Regions from separate parts of the Triticum aestivum genome. Here region 2 is linked to region 1. The links are chromatin contacts, called in public Hi-C maps. All regions are on one chromosome and are shown on one strand. Each heading gives the region's core, a stretch centred on a gene start, on an enhancer-like site or on the middle of the called end of the contact. The rest is flanking DNA. Distances are from core to core; before and after follow the strand shown. Region 1 holds the start of LOC123168161 (protein TOPLESS-RELATED PROTEIN 2). Region 2 holds the start of LOC123164999.

Evidence for each region. A called contact is a pair of places that touch in the nucleus more often than the background predicts.
Region 2: a Hi-C map of leaf shows a contact between it and region 1, with 5 times the contacts expected there. The contact joins the promoter of LOC123164999 here to the promoter of LOC123168161 in region 1. A contact is called at or near these places in 3 of 5 Hi-C or Micro-C datasets (all in leaf).

Annotation. Positions count from the first base shown.
Region 1 is chr7D:365,549,190-365,554,478 of IWGSC CS RefSeq v2.1, forward strand. LOC123168161 (protein TOPLESS-RELATED PROTEIN 2) reads right to left here and starts at 2,542. Exons shown (of 25, transcript XM_044586032.1): 1 at 821-2,542; 2 at 538-717; 3 at 335-448; 4 at 81-239. The coding sequence starts at 900.
Region 2 is chr7D:366,335,897-366,341,185 of IWGSC CS RefSeq v2.1, forward strand. It overlaps LOC123164999, which reads left to right and starts at 2,147. Exons shown (of 3, transcript XR_006482736.1): 1 at 2,147-3,169; 2 at 3,946-3,979; 3 at 4,070-5,289.

The DNA of each region.
Region 1 (5,289 bases), core at 1,292-3,791:
TCAAGCAGACCGCATCCCTCTGTAGAAAAAAATAGTAACATGGAATTAAATGCATGCAATGAATAAAATTAACCAATCACCTTTGATTGATCAACGTGCGCAGTCTTGAGGCTTTAAATGGTGGGAAATTAAGCTTGTCTCGGAACAGAGGGTTTGCCTCGATAAGCTTCTTAAGCTCCATGAGCATGATATTCCGGGCTGACTTTGTATCCCCGTATTTGGACAGCTGCTCATTTTGCCTGTTTGTGATTTAGACAGAATTACATCCACATTAGCACAATGCACAAGCATTCTGCTGTACGAAAATGCTCCAAACAAGAACTTAGCAGCACACCTAAAATTATCCAGAGTCAGCAGCTGCGTTATCTCCTTGAACAGCTCCTCGTTAAAGGAGGCAAACACCTTCAAATCCTTGACGAGTATCTCCACTGCCTTGGCCCGATCATGCCTGCAAAAGGCAAACTGAGTTGAGCGCCTGCAAATCGCTGTTGATCCTGAGCAAATGAGCAGGAGAGGAGAGGCTTCAATATGACTTACCTGTCGAGGGCTTCAAGGTACTTCTGCTTGCGGATCTCAAAGAATATCTTCATGGAGTAGCGGTTGTCCTCCACCTTGGTGAAGCCGCTGAGGTACCTCTCCACCTCGTCCCACTCCCCACCCTGGACCAGGTCCTCGAAGTGCTTCATGTTGAAGTAGAAGCCCGATTCCTGCTCCAACCTGCGCGACCAAAATGGACGGGGGGTTAAAAAAAACCAGCTTCAACAACTCCAGATAGCTCCAAAACTTTGTCTTGATCAACCAGACGAGACGAGACACTTACTTGTGCACCGTCTCCTTGAACTTTTCCTCGTCGAGGAACTGCAGGATGAGGAAGACCAGCTCCCTGCTGAGCGACGACATGGCTCCCCCGATCCCGCCCTGCGTCTCCAGCGCTCACGACGAGGGAGGACTCCCGCCTTGGCGGCAGATCCCCTCCCAAATCTCCGTAGAAACCAGCGCAGGGCCCCAACCGCCCCCCGAAAAAACCGCACCAAACACCCAACGAGCAGCTCAGAACCCTAGCAGGACGAAAACCCCGGAGACGAAACGGGCAGCGGGAGCGAGGTCACAGCCCAAGCGGACCCATCCCGGCGGGATCTCCCCCGATTCCGGCGGCCCGGCCGCGGATCTGCAGCTCCTGGCGCCGACCGGTGGTGCACGCGTGTCTCCTCCCTCAGCGGCGCAGCACGTAGACTAGGGTTTGGCCGCCGCCACCGCCGCCTGCTGCTTCCTTCTTCTCCCCTTGGCTCTAGCCGACGGACGGGTTTGCCTTTTCTTATCTCTCTCTCCCCACTTCGCTTTCTCTCTCCAAAACCAGTCTCTCTCTCTCTCTCTCTCTGGAGTAGGGAGTATTTATTTTTCTGGTCTGCTTTTGGTTTTTTGGGGCTGCGTTTTATAACCACCCCGCCCCGCCAGATTACACGAGAGCCCACGACCACGCACCTCTATTTACTTGGCAGCCACTGACGAGGACGGGCGGCAGGGGCAAACTGGGTAACTCCCATCGTGAGGTCCGCAGCCGCAGGTAGGGGGGTAAACTTCCGTTAACCATTTCTCGCATCCTTCCTCGTTTCTCCCTCTCACGCATCCGCGGTTTCGAAATTTGAACGGGGCTTGCCAGCCAGGGTTGAGGTAGCCGCGCCCGCTACAGGATACCCAACTTTTCAGGCGTCTACACTTTTGTATCTTTCTTACTTATAACCACAATAATTGATGGATAAGTTTCACCCACTAATATTAAAAAGATGTTATATTTAATCGATCACATCTCGTATATAGAGTGCATATCTGGTGATACGGTGCCTCATATGATCCCCTGATCCAGGACAAGGTGGGGCGTTCGATCTAGACTGAAGGTCCAGGATTTAGTAGGCTCAGCTTGCATTGGAAACTATGCAAAAGGCACCCTAGATTATTCCATAATACATTGACGAACTGCATATCCCTTCGTTTTGTTCATCTCGTCTTCTTCTTCTTTTGGGTACGACTAGTTTCCCCGCCGCCGCCTAGATCATGCCTACCGCAGCCACCATGGCGCATGCCCCATCCACTCAATATCTTATTTTTTGCAGAATCAGAAGAATGCTTGCTGCAATTACGACGAAGTTCTTTGTTTGGTCACCGGTTACAACATCTTGCTAAATTAGTTCTGGCATCTAATCATGAAATATAGCAGTGTTACAGTGTTGACTGTTGCTTCCTATCCTAACATGTCTAGCTGAACTCTATATACACACAATCTGTCTTATGAAGTGTCATAGGATTTTTCTTACATACAATAGCTAAAGAACCACATCTTCAGCCTAGCGTAAGTGAGCATTCAGACTTTTACTGGGTTATGTCTTATAGATTGAGTGATTGACTAAAAGCCATGCCAAATGAGGCTCAATAATGTTTGACTAACAAAAATCTCAGTTAAGCTCTATGTCAGGCTGTGACCACCGGGTACTAGAAATCTATGTAGTTTTTCTCACTTCACAACAGTTGGATTTAGAGAAGTTCGGCGGATCTAACTTAGTTTTTCACATTGTATTAAACAGACTGACTGGCCATTTATGTTCTTCTGAAGTTTTATGGTGCATCAGCTTCCACACCAAAAAATCTTTGGGAACAACTATGTATTTGACCTGGCTTGTGTAATTATTTTCCTGCTTTTTCATCATGACTATTTTTCTTCAGTGAAAAGATGTAGTATCTTCTTTGACGTTTAATAAAAAATATTATGGGTAAAATAAGATGTCAGCGATGTTTAGATTCCTAACAAGAGAACAATGACTTGGAGGGTGAGTAACAAACTTTTTGTACTTGGCACATTGAACTCGGTACATGTGCAGTTGTCGATTGGTACTCTGTTAGTTGGTCTACGAATCTGGATGTAATTTTTATTATTTCTAGTGTTCGTTATACTACCATGTTTGAAGATGAATATATTGGAAGTTTTTCGCAAAAAAAACTATATAGCAAATTTGTAATACTGGCGTGCAAGTTCTTGCTATTTAAATTTATATATCATTGTTACATGTAGCGTATGCATGTTGTGGGTAATTGCCGGCATTTTCAAGCTTCACTATTTTCGGCATGTTCCAGTAGTGTTACTAGGTATCAAAATATAGATGGTGCGACAGATATGCAAGTTATTTGGCATCAAAAAAGTGTTTACATATTTTCCATTTAATGTTGCACTGTTTTTTCGAAAGGCTCGTTTAGATTCTAATTCTTGATTTTATCATGTAAATGTGCATTTGTGCCCACCATTGGATGCAGTACAATGAGAATAAGGACTCATGAAAGTGATGTGTATTGAAGTTGTTCCATTTAGCTATGTAATTTTCTAAACTAAATGGTAGTTCTGTAAATATAAATATTGAGGTCGTGCTAATTCCAAGACAAAGATGGCAGTAAATGGTGCACCGTTTTTTTTGGAAGTGCTTCTGTGATCTTTTGATGCAAATGAATGGAAAATGGGTTCTTGATGCAACCTAAAAAAATTATTCCGTACTAGAAGTGCTTTTTTTAAGTGCTTCTGTTCCAGTAATCATAGGGCATTGCATTCTGTACTAGAAATGTTGGTGGCAACCTGAAGGCTACAAGATGGCAGTGTTTCATTTTTGGGGCGATGTGCACCCTCTTAGGCCATTTTTGTGAAGACATGTTACTTTCAGGGGCAAAACGCAAAATGTTCCAAGAGGCCATATGTAAATGCACTAGCACTTGATCCTACCCCTTTATCTGAGATCTGAAGCATCATGCAGCCCCGGAGCAGCGTATCATCCAATAGACCGGAGCACTGGATATTTTCCCCTCGTATATATCATTTCATCTCTGTTTGATCCGCGAGGCCAAAAATCATGGCCGAGCACGGCGCCCCAAACGCAAAATATGTTCGTCTCATGTTTGTATGGACACACATTTCTGCCGTAAATTTAAGTCAAATTTGCGTTCATGCGGACACGAGTCGGACGTGTTGCGCATCCTCTCGGTGTCCGCCTCAAGCATGCGCATCAGCCGCCCAATCACCACCACCGGTCCCATTTAATCCAGGTGTGTGGGAGGTTCCCCCATGTCAGCCACCCAGCCCCCCTCCATCTGGTTCTTTTTAATGCCACACATGCTAGTGGAGGGTCTGAAGGAAATATGCCCTAGAGGCAATAATAAAGTTATTATTTATTTCCTTATATCATGATAAATATTTATTATTCATGCTAGAATTGTATTAACCGGAAACATAATACTTATGTGAATACATAGACAAACAGAGTGTCACTAGTATGCCTCTACCTGACTAGCTCGTTGATCAAAGATGGTTATGTTTCCTAGCCATTGACATGAGTTGTCATTTGATTAACGAGATCACATCATTAGGAGAATGATGTGATTGACTTGACCCATTCCGTTAGCTTAGCACACGATCGTTTAGTATTCTGCTATTGCTTTCTTCATGACTTATATAAAATAATCCGTAGCTCGGATGAAAATGTTTTCTATATGAAAGTTGCTCAGAAAAATCCAACGAATCCGAATACATGGTCCGTTCATCTGTCACTTGCCCCTAGCATGCTGAACATGGAACCGTCCCCTCTCTTTTCATCTGTCCAGGAAACGCCAGACGTCGGGAACACTCCTTCGGATGTTTCCCCTCTCCGCCTTCAACGTGTAGTATCGCGTTAGTTCACCTCTAGCACCGCGTATTACCATGTTATGCTTTATGATGCTTTGTTTGCCTTATATTTATTGTTTCTTCCCCCTCTTCTCTCCGGTAGACCCTGAGACCGATGCTGCCCCTGTGATCGACTACGTCGACGACGACACTTCTTCCTTTTCAGCAGAGCTTCCAGGCAAGCCCCCCCTTTGATCATCCCGATATCGCCCATTCCATTCTCTCATCCTTGCATTAGATTTTGCTACTGTTATTGTTTGCTCCTATTCTGATGCATAGCCTGCTTTTGTAACCTGCTTATTGTTACCTACCTGCTTATCCTAAACTGCTTAGTATAGGTTGGTTAGTGATCCATCAGTGACCCCCACCTTGTCCTTGTTGCCCCTGCTTCATCATCGAAGACCCGATCAACGGGATCGAAGACCAGGCCCCGGCACCGCACATCACTTTCCCCTTAGTTGCTCGACACTACTGGGTTACTATCGAGTGCCGAGGGTGAGACCTCTTCAGCACTTCTGATGTTAACCTGTAGTGTAGCTATTCGGTCATGTTCATCGAGGGTGATTTCCTCCTTAACCACTTCCGATACGGCT
Region 2 (5,289 bases), core at 897-3,396, 790 kb after region 1:
ATCCATTGCTAGTCGTCGCCTCTCCAATCTCCTCGTCCGGTTGCGCTTGGCGAAGCTCTGCCGGAGTTTCGCTGCCACCATCACCACCACGCTGTCATGTTGGTTCAAATCTATCTACCTCTTCTCCCTCGCTTGCTAGATCAAGAAGGAGGAGACGTCACCGAGCCATATGTGTGCACATCTAAGAGATGCCGCTCGTGCGGTGCTTGGATCGGATTGGATCACGACGTAAGTACGACTATACCAACCATGATTATTAGATCGTTAACGCTTTCGGTCTACAAGTGTATGTAGACACATTCCCTTTCGTTGCTAGCATCTCCATAGAATAAATCTTGGGTGTTCCGTAACATTTTTCTCCATGCAACGTTCTCCATCACAAGGTCCAAAGTAAAATGAGAGAGAAACCTTATAAATGCTCTCACCGCCCATTGGCCACACTACATGTATATATTGGAGTAGCGTAAAATGAGTTGGTGGTGGATGACATTGCTAACTTTACCAACAAGCTAACCAACAAACTATTGAAGATGCCCTAAAATATGTTAGAACACTCTCTCATATTATTAATTACAGTGTTACGTCACATTTCTACTTAGATGACAACGCATGGTACTCTTAGGCTCTTTCTAGTTGTTCCAGGGTATACATGTGGTAAGAATACCGTATATGCAAAAAATAACATGGCAAAACAATTAAACAGGAGAGAGAGAGGGCACTATAATGACCCCAAAAAAATGATGCCAAACATGCGAACCTGGACAGAAGAATTGTGCGTGAAAAGTTTGACGGCTAAACAATTAAACAAAGGAAAGTTTAGACAATTATGCATGGAAAGTTTCCCTAATATGTGTTATAACGCTCTCTCATATTATTAATTAATGTACAGTGCTACATCACACTTCTACTTAGATGACAATGCATGGCACTTTTAGGCTCTTTCTAGTCATTTTAGTGTGTACATATGGTAAGAATACCATATAGGCTAAAAATGACATGGCAAAATAATTAAACAGGAGAGAGAGCACTATGATTACCCAGAAACAAATGATGCCAAACATGCTAACCTAGACAAAACAATTATGCACGAAAAGTTTGACCGCTAAACAATTAAACAAAGAAAGATTACAAAAATTACAATAATGGGTTATAAGCCTACTTACATGGCATTTTTGCCTATTCAAAGAAGAGAGGCAGTCAAAAAGAGGAAGTGAGCTCTTATACAATAGTCAATCTCTCTACACATGCTCCTAGGTAAGATGAGTTTAGCAAAACAGGAAAGAAAGTGGAAAATGTTCACTAATCGTAATAGACATATGAGTGAATAATATTGCTAGATCTTGATGTCATGTCAGTATTATACAGCCAGCGGCCGGCTCCAGGTGCTGACTATATTATTAATAATTGCTCTTAGAAGCTAAGCCTTTTTATGTTAGCACCTTACCTAAGCACTTTTCATAATTACATTGCATCGAAATAGGAATGACACCTCCACCGCGGGAGGTCCAGCCTGTAGCGGCAAAGAGTTAGGCACGAACGTGGTGTACCCATAGCTTAGCAGCGTGCCGCGTACCAGGGCACGGACCTGCCGCGGGAGCAGTGAACCGAATCACTTGTGACGCTGCACCCCATCCCCATCCCTTTCTCTCTCCTCCTTTTTCTTCCCACCCATCTCTCTCCATCGGTCGCTGTCACACACACTCTCTCTCGCGCGCGCAGAGCAGAGTATAGGCAGCAGGAGGAGAGAGCACGACGTGACAGGGCCGGACGTACACACCCGCGGAGTGACGGGACTGCCCCTGGGCCAACGAACTGCAAGGAGCGCAGGGGCAGAACCGTCCGCTCGCCCTGGGTGGGGCCGAGGAACGTGGGCCGAGAACGACGACGTCCTTTGCGTGGGGACCAACCACCACTCGCCCGGCCCGTCTCGTGCCCAGCGCCGCAGTCTCTCGCGATTTATCTCGTGTGGATTGTTTCGTGTCGGCAAGGCCAGAGGGCGTGGAGACTGGGAAGCGTGTCGTGGAGGGGGGGGGGGGGGGGGGGGGCGCGATATGTCGGGGAGTGAGTTGCTGCGTGGGGTGCTGCGAAAGGAGGGGTCTTTTTAAAGCCTGGAGCTGTACGCTTCTTTGCTGTCGCTGCAGGGAGAGGGAAGCTGTGGTTGAGAGAGCGTGGTATGGTATCCAGCTGCTAGTATAGGTAGATGGTGTCAAAAAGTTTCTGCCCTCCGTTGGCATCACCTGGACACCGCTCCCTCTCTAGCCGTTGGAGTGGCCGGCATAGCCCACACATCATGTTGTATACAGTTTTGTTTTCTTTTGTCGGAAGCATTTTTAGTAGTCTATACTACTATTAAACAAGCAAACATTTTCTTCTCTAAACACCCCCAGCTAATGTACACACAACAAATCAAAGCAATTATAGCCTCACGATCAGACTCACTTATTTAGATCTAACTGTTAACATAACAACTAACCTCGTCAACAGTACGTTTAGCAATTTTGAGGTGCGGACGAAAACTCTGCCATGAGCGAGCGGACGTTAAAAAAAAGGCTCGCTGGGCAACCACGTAATCCCACCCTCAATTAACGCTAACTTCCTATCTAATCTCACCCGAGCGAGCGGGACGGGGGGCATGCCCGGCGGGTAGTCCGCCTCAGAAGTCCACGCCACAGGGAGCGCAGGATAACCACAGTCGCCGTTGCCATGGCTGGCAAGAGCATCGAGGCTGCTTCCTCTCCGTTCAGGACGCTGGTCTGGCGTCGGGCCGGAACAAGGTGTCGTTCTTTCTGTGCCGCGCGCCGTCCGTTCTTGGCGCGAGAGGGCTACGCCGCCGTCGCAGTTGGCCGTGTTGACGGAGACAACGAGGGCGCCGCCAAGTCCATGCGCCGCCTCGGCCCCAGTAGCTTGGAGTCTAAAGGGATCGTGCCGTTCCATGGTGCAGACCCTGCGCCGTCGTCCTTGGCCGCGCGGGGCTGCAGATCGCACCGACGGCCAGAGGCGACCACCCGTGCGGCTGCGTTCAAAGGCGCTGTGCACAGGGAGATGGCCAGCCTCCCAGAGAGGAAGACACCGATCAGAATCGACATGATTTTCTTACCATGGTGTAATCTTGAGCACGCAAAGGCGCTGTGCACAGGAGATGGCTGGCCTCCCGGAGAGGATGACACTGGTAAGAATCGACATGATTTTCTTATACCTTATTCAAACCAAGACTCTTGTGCATCGATATTGCTTGATGGATTCATATCTTGTGTATTCATACCTAGACTGTACGTTCAGAACCTACAGTTGTTTGTTGAATCTTTTGACTCAGACATCAATAATGCTTGTTTGCCACACCAACGTGAGTTCCCGGATGACACCGAGTAGGATGCATAATTTCCATTGGTTTCATTGTGTTCTTTCCAAAGAAATCTGAACATTTTTAGCTGGTTCCTAACTTTCACGACATCCTTTTGTAAGGTACTGAACTACTTGCCATTAGCTGTTGGTGATGTGGATTCAAACAGTCCACAATTATTTTGCTGAGTTTGGATAAAATTGTACGTATGATTTGTATTTTTTTTATGTTTGTAATATGCTTGGGACAGTCCGTATTATTCACAACATGGCTTACATATGCAGGATTAGTGGCAATATTTTACTCTCAGAAAATAAATGTTTATTATTGGATAATGTACTTAGAATTATTTGCAACACGCCAATGCGGGCGAATAGTTTTGTACTATCAACTGCAACAAGATGTTCCGGGTATCTACATCCTCCCCTTCATTACTACTCCGTACTATATAGTCCTATCAATGGGAAAATGAAGTGCAGAAAAGTCTGCAACAAGATATACTCTGTTATCTACCTTGTTATTTCAGTAATTGAATTCACGGGCTAATGAAGTCTGATAATTTTTCTTGCGTGGACATCAAATCTTCACTTCGATTTTGACTACAGGACTGACGACTTAAAGACCATAACCCAAATTTAGGTTCGGTTTTGCTTTCTCAGTTCAATAGAGTGGCCCAAAGAACTGATTTTGAAATTTACACTACAACCTGAGCTCTAAGAGTGTTTGCAGGTCATTGTTCAGACTGCAACAGTTTCGACATCATTATCTGCAATTAGATTTGATTTGGTGTGTCGCGGGGAAGAGGAGGCAGCGGCGCCGGTACGTAGCAGACTGGACTGAAGGCGGAGCATCAGAGTACTCTGATCTACCAGAGTGTCCGATTGATGCTGCCCACTGCTCTTGATATATCAAGTAAACAGTTCGCTCGGAGTGATTTAAATTTAGTCTTCACGAACGGCGGCCCGGCCGTCCTCCCCAGGGCGGCTCGGGCGGCGACCCCTCCCCCGGCCGAAACCCCCCTCCCGCTACTCCCTCCCGCCGCCGCCAAAAGCTCCTGCCGGGCAAAGCCCGCTCAGATCTGGCGGCGGCGGGGCGTCATTCTTTGCGCAGAGCGCCCCACGAGCCGGGGAGCTCTGTGTGGCGCGGGCGGCGCGGCGTGACTCCGACGCGCGTCACTTCTTCGAGCGCGGTGGCCGGGGACGGTGGGGGTGGGTGCGCTTGCGGCTCCCTCCCGCTGGCCTCCCTCGAACCGGCGACTCCCCGCTGCGTTGGCGCCCGGTGCTTCGGGGGCGTCGGGGATCTGCTGGTTTTGGTTGGGGGTCCGGCGGAGGTGCTCTGTGAGGCGCGGGGTGGTGGTGCTCGCCCCTTGCCTGGGCGACGTGCCTGCCGGCCGCGGATTTGGCTCCGATCCGATTGGGGGCGGGCGGGGCATGTTGGATCCTGCCGGATCTGGCCTGCGGTGGACCGGATCCGGTCATGTGTGGCGGCGGGGCTGCAGTGGCCCTTCTCTGTGGCAATGTGCAGGGGGCAGTGCTCCACGACCTGTCAATGCTTCTAGGAGGTGGTATTCTCACTTGGGCGAAAGCTCTGCTCCTGCCGGAGCCGGCGACGGCGACGCCTGCGGGCGCCGTGTACCTCTGTGGAGGCGGCGCTGTCATGGTGAGTGCTCCTCCGAAAACCTGGGGAAACCCATGTTTCAGGTTCTCCTGGAACAGGTGATGGCGGCGCATTTTGTGTCGCATCCCTTCTTGAAGGCATCATCTAGGTTCGGCTTGGTTCGTCTATGTGGGGGCTGCTCGCTGTGGGTTCGATGGTGGTGGTGGTGCGGCCAATTTGGGGTCGACGGTGGTGTGTGCCTTGTTGGTGAGAAGGTGGTGCTCTGTCTGCGAGATCGTGGCTCAGCCATGCGCCGGATTGGGTTTGATTTTCATCCGAAGCCGGGTTAGCAG